Regions from separate parts of the Mus musculus genome. Here region 2 is linked to region 1. A link is a contact called in public ChIA-PET data. All regions are on one chromosome and are shown on one strand. Each heading gives the region's core, a stretch centred on a gene start, on an enhancer-like site or on the middle of the called end of the contact. The rest is flanking DNA. Distances are from core to core; before and after follow the strand shown.

Evidence for each region. ChIA-PET counts read pairs in DNA pulled down with a chosen protein or histone mark.
Region 2: an RNA polymerase II ChIA-PET map of effector CD8 T cells shows a contact between it and region 1, with 30 read pairs. The contact joins the promoter of Cd2 here to the promoter of Igsf3 in region 1. A contact is called at or near these places in 3 of 39 promoter capture datasets (cranial neural crest, embryonic stem cells and hippocampal neurons), 5 of 484 Hi-C or Micro-C datasets (CD4 T cells, DN3 thymocytes, Th1 cells and 1 more), 3 of 115 datasets of contacts at active chromatin or transcription factors (the SCID.adh cell line, effector CD8 T cells and forebrain) and 1 of 9 other capture datasets (adipose tissue).

Annotation. Positions count from the first base shown.
Region 1 is chr3:101,375,523-101,378,573 of GRCm38.p6, forward strand. It overlaps Igsf3 (immunoglobulin superfamily, member 3), which reads left to right and starts at 1,603. Exons shown (of 11, transcript NM_207205.2): 1 at 1,603-1,680; 2 at 2,284-2,970. The coding sequence starts at 2,928.
Region 2 is chr3:101,286,353-101,289,403 of GRCm38.p6, forward strand. Cd2 (CD2 antigen) reads right to left here and starts at 1,587. Exons shown (of 5, transcript NM_013486.2): 1 at 1,473-1,587; 2 at 1,055-1,363. The coding sequence starts at 1,527.

The sequences.
Region 1 (3,051 bases), core at 353-2,852:
GCATGGTCCCTCAAGTATCAGACACATTTTTCTTCTGTTTTGTTTTTAACATGGATTCTGAGAACCAAACTCAGGCCCTCACGATTCCATGGCAGGCGCTTTAGCAAACAAGCCATCTTCCCAGCCCATCAACGCATTCTTTCAGTACAGTGGTCTGCTGTCACTCCGTCCAATAGGATGAAAACACTTTGTAAGCCCCTCTCTGAGCTCTGAAATCCACTGGTGGCGTCTTTGGACATGGCTGTCAGTCAGATAAAGGGCTTGGACCCCTCAAACTCCAACCTTCATCCTTCCGTCTCTGAATCCTGATCTCAGACACTGAGCCTCTCTCACACCCACCTAGACATTCCATGGAGCCCACCCCCTGATTGCCAGGGCCTCTCTGTTCCCATAGCTGCCTGTGTGGTTACTTCTATTTCCTGGATTTTTCAGCCATGATCCACCACAACATCTTTAATATTCCGGGAAAACTCTCCCACCCACCCTCCAATCCTAGGTCAAGTGCTTTTTCTAAAATGGAGCTCTGATTGCTACAGGTCCTTACTCAAACCATTCAGGGGCTTTCTCCTGGGCGTAAGCTTAAAGCCCAGCCCTCCCCCCCCCTTCCGATTTTTTGTTATAACTCTTCCTGTCAGTCTTTCCTCCAGTCTAGTTAGGGTCCCACAGGGCTTTTTCTCATAGGTACTGAATCTTTCTTCTCTGGGCATATAAAGTTATGTTTCCAGGGCCTATCATTGTCCTCTGTACCCCTCCTCCCTTGTTCCGTGGTTTTATACTCCGTTTTCTCTAGGACAAGGCTTCCTGGGCCTTACCCAGCCCAGCACTTCACCCCAGGAACACAGTGTTGGAATGGGTTCATTCCACACCATTTATGTATGGCCTACTGTTAGTGTTCCCAAGTAGATCACAAGTCTGCAAGGGCAGTACGATCCAACCTGCTCCTGTAACGAGTCGTTTTTAGCTCCTTGTGTTTGATAATATTGAGTAAGTATGGTGCCACTTGCATGGATAGCACTGTTAAGAAACTAATGACAGTTCATTTGTAACTGAGTGCTTTTGACATATGAGGCATTCCGCTAAGTGCTTTACAAGAATGACGTGGACACCTCACACAACCCTATTAAGCAGAGCTTATTTACTCTTTGTGACAGATGAGCAGACTGAGGCACAGAGAGGTTAAGCAACACAGAAGCTAAGGCTATGAACCTAGGCTGTCTCTGGGGTCCAGATTATGCTAGAGTGAAGCACAATGTGGAGGTTTGTTATAGAAATAGACTCAAGTCTCCAGCGAAGCGTTTTGCTATTGTTTACCGGGCGAAAGACGCGTCCCCGGGAGCCTGGGCTTTGGGAGGGGCCCTTGGGGCGCGAACCCCAGGTTAACTTTCCATCAGCTCATCCCAGGTGGTCCGCAGCTGCGTGCGGGTGCAGCCAGAGAGCGCCGGGGCGGTGGGCGGGGCGTTCCGGGGGCGTGTCCCCGTGAGGCCACCGCCTTCGCCCTTGCTCGCCTCGCGGGGAGCTGCGGGCCAGGCCGGAGCTGGAGGGCGGGGCCTGGGGCGGGGCGGGAGCAGGACGGCCTGAGCCGCTGCGGGAGGCGAGGAGGAAGCCGTGCGTCTTGGGAGGCGTGCGGGACACAGGACCGGCGAGCGTTCGGTTGCTGGGAGCTGCGGGGCCCCGGGCGAGGTGAGCGCGGGCGGGCGGGCGCGGATCCGGGTTGGGGGCGCGGGGACTGTGGCGTGGCGATCGGCGTCCCGCCCCGGGCCCAAGCCCCTTTCTCCGTCGGAGCCGGATCGCGCCGGGCGGGCTCAGCTTGCCGCAAGCGGAGCCCCGAGCCCCTTTTCGGACCCTTTTCTTTGCCAGTGTCTCAGACTCAACCGCCGGGGAGGTAAAACAATAGCGGGCCACCTGGGACGCGGCGCGCCCCGGCTCCCACGGTCGGCGCCCCGAGTCGCGGCCCCGCGCCAGCCCCGTGGCGACCCGCGCTGCCGAGGGTGGGGCTGCCTGCCGCGCCCCGCTCCGTAAACCGTGACGGGAAAAGCCCGCGAGTGAGAGAGGCATTTGGTGAAAGTGTTTTGAGAACAATCATAATTGCCCTGCTCTGGGCGGGGAAACTGAGGCGTGGGGAACGGAAGGTAAGATTTGTACAAGGTCAGGATGCACACATGGGCTGCCCTCGCCCAGGGAAGGGACCCAGGTGGCTCGGCTGGCCAGTCGGGTGCTTTGGCCTCTCTCGGTTTTGCGGCGGTTGTGTTGGCCTTAGATAAATGTCTGTTGTGTTTGTTTTAGGAATCTGCGGGCTTTTGTGGGACCACTCTCGAGCTATCAAATGCCAGCTTACTTCGTGTGCCCTGGGAGGTTCTGGGGCAGGTGACGGTACCGTGACCTCTCACTATGGATGGAGATGGACTTTTTGATGAAGAAATCCGAAGTGTCTTTACCAATCCGGGTGTTTTGGCTGTCTTGGGTTTTGACAAAACCTGCCTGGTTCCCTTTGGGGGATCCGAATGAGCGATCTCAGACACCTTCACTGCGAAGCCAAGGACATTTCTGTATAATCAGCGCATGAAAGGATTTTCTCAGACTCTTTCCTCCCGTTTTCCTCGAGGATTAATCCACCAGAATCCATAGTTCCGGTGGAGTCTGCAAGGCATATACAATGTGGCAGAAACCTTGAGCGCCTTCGGAATTGCTCTGGCCCCTGCCTTAGGCATAGAGGACTCTATTGCACACGCCACGCCACTCCCCTCCCCTGCCCCCAACTCCCTCCTTCTGACTACTCTGTCTTTGACTGGCTCTCATTTTCCCTGTGAAGTTCTGTTTCCAAACTGTTCCCTGGAGCTATAAGTGGATTGGCAGTAATGAGAGATTAGGCGGTGGGAAAAGCACGGTGCCCTGTGCAGTGTCCTTTTCCTGCTGCCGCTGCCGCCGACATGAAGTGCTTTTTCCCAGTGTTGAGCTGTCTGGCTGTGCTGGGTAAGTGACTGCTTATCAGTTCTATAGCTGTGAAAGTTTAACCCGATCTCATTGCTAATTCCTTGTGGTTCTCTCCCATCA
Region 2 (3,051 bases), core at 337-2,836, 89 kb before region 1:
GAGTGGTCGTTCTCATTCCCACCCCGTTTCTGGGACATTCTCTCTAGATAAAGTTACAGGATTTGGGTCTGGGAAGAGTTGTGCACAGAGGAGCTAACAGGGGGCCCTGGAGAGAGGTTGGTGTTAGGCCCAGGTGCTGAGTATTGGACAGGAAGGACACCCACGGGGGGATGAGGGGAGCCCTTTCTATAGTGACATTTCCTGTGTGAAGCTCAGAATGTTTGTGTGCTCCCTGAATGGCTGATCTATTCTGCACAAGGCATTCTCAGCTTTCTCCGCAAGCCAAGGGCAGGCTTTCTCCTCTCACCCATTGGTGTGAGCTGCCAGTTTGTCCCTGGACTTTCAGCTTCGACAGCATCCCAGGCTTCGTTTTCTTCTTTCTCACCCACCCAAGCTTCTTCACTTCCTCCTCACCCCCACACCCGGCATGTTTGCACCCTTCCTCATCTCCCTGGCACCCTTTACTCCAGGCCAATGACTATCAATGACAACTCTTCTCACTAGAAGCTCTTGGAACGCTATAGATCCCACTGGCACACATACTCCATGCTGCCAGGAGCCTGGGCATGAGTCACTTCTTACAGCTCACTTGCTGGTTCTCACCAAGACTAAGACCACCTGCTTGGCTTCGCTTGGATGACAGGAGAGGACTCCTGGTTGGTCTTCTCCTGTTGCTCTTCAGTATCATGCCCTCTCATCATACCCTGGCTTAAACATAGCTCTCCAGACAAGAGGCTCACTGCTCCTAGGCACCCTCTGACATCCTGTCTAGCTACAGCTTCATCGGCCACCAAGGATGTCCATGTCTTTTCTCTGCTAACCTGTCTTCTTTCTGATTAATGCCTGTCTGTCACCTGGGAGTCTTTGTACAACCCCACAGCCACCCAAAGAGAGAATGAAAGGCAGACAGGCTTTAGAGCCACCCTCACCCACTGGAGTCTTCATTGTGGGCCACACAGGTAACATTGGATGGGGATGCTACAGAAAGGCTGCTCCCCAACTTTCTACATAGCAGCCGTCCTAAAATGAAAACCTTTAGGGAATGGAGACTTACCCAGAATCCTCACGTCCAGGTCCTTCTCCAGCCTAGTCATCCCATTTGTGCCATACACCATTACATTATAGGTGCCACTGTCGTTTCTCATCATCGGCTTCTTTATCTTCAGGGATCCGTTTGCTAAGACCTCATACGTTTCTGATATCAAAAAAGGTGGCTTCTTCCTTTTAAACTCTGCGACCAGGGTGCCCCTCCTTACCCATCGCACCTCATCAATATCATCAGTCATTTGAAAGTTGGGGATGTTCAGGGTGATGCCATGACCCAAGACACCCCAGATGGTCTCATTGTCTCTGCAGTCCGCCCCTGTAAAAAAGTAAGATGGTTTCTGAGGTCTCGGGACTACGGAGGATCTCCCTCTTCGCCTCTAATGTCCACTCCAAGGTCTCCGGAAGAGCTCCACGCGAATGCTTACCTTTGCCGGAAAGGCTGAAGAGCAGAAAGAAGCTACCCAGGAATTTACATTTCATCTTTAGAGTTCTTTTCCCAGGGGTGACTCTGAGTTCTTTCTGTCAGGACTGTGGTGAGGCTGGCAGAAGCCACACCCAGCAACCTGAACCACGTGTCTTTCATGCCTGCTGTTCACAGTAGGGGAGGGGGAGGGGGAGAGGGAGAGGTAGAGATGGGGAAGGAGAGAGAGAGAGACAGAGACCCTATCAAAACGACTCATGCATTTGCTGCCCTCCTTAACCGAAATAGGTGTCTGTGTCACATTTTAATCTTTACAAAAACAGCTTAGGGTGTTGGGTTTTAGCACCCCACCAGAGGAAGAAGAGGAACTGGGAGGTCAGTTGCCATAGCTACCCTTTTGTAAACAAGGGCTTAAACATAGCTGGCCACTCAGCTGTGCTGCCTTCAACAGGACCAAGTAGACTCACCGGCAAAAGGTCATAGGAATAGAATTCAGATATGTATATTTGGGAAGGATTGGGAGGCGTGGCCTTGTTGGAGGTGCGTCACTGAGGGTAGGCTTAGAAATCTTTAAAGCCCTTGTGGTCCTGTTAGCTCTCTCTCTCTCTCTCTCTCTCTCTTCCCTCTCCCCTTCCCCACTCTGTCTATCTGTCTGTCTCCTGCTGTGGATAGGAATGTAAAACCCCCCCAGCTACTGCTCCAGCGCTATGCTTCATGCCTGCTGCCATACTCCCGGCCATGCTGGCCATGGACCTGTAAGAGCACAGTAGATTCTTCCTTCTCTAAGTTGCCTTGGTCATGATGGTTTGTCACAGCCATTGAAAAGTGACTGCAACACCCATGAACGCCATGCCTGAAGAGGCCAGAGGAGTCCATCGATCTCCTGGAATTTAAGTTACAGATGGTTGTGAGCTGCCTCGTGGGTGCTGGGAATAAAACCTGGGTCTTCCGGAAGAGCAGCCTGAGCTCTTAAGTACCAAGATATCTCTCTTGTCCTAAGACTATAAAAAAATAGTGAACAGGGATACAAGGACTAATGTCCCTAAAAAGACAACAGAGAGGTCACGTGAGCAAGAGATACAGTGAACATATAGTCTTTTGATTCTTTAGAATTCAGTGAGAAAAGGTCTTCAAAATCACGGTTTTTCCATTTCAGATGCTTAACAACAGCCACAACAGTGCATTTCAGTTGAGTTAAAATATTAATTCCAAGGGGGGAAAAATCCAAGTGAAATAAGACTTAACAGGAAACATAAAAGAATTCCTATTCTTGAGTATGGAAAATCTTCCTATATGTATTGCACAATTCAGAAATAGTAAAGATGGACGTTAGAGGCCACATAAAAATCTAGAATCTATGCATGTACAAAGAGCTATTAAATGTGTGAGAAGTCAAGCCAAGATATTTGCAATGTGTGCAAACTGTTACTATCTAAGATGTCAGCATCATTTCTTGTCTTCCCTTTGGGGTGTTGAGGATGGAAACTTGAACATGCTAGGCAGGCACTCAACCACTGAGCTACATCCACAGTCAAAGGTATACATAGTTTTTAATCAATCACTAACAAAACCATTTTAAAAAT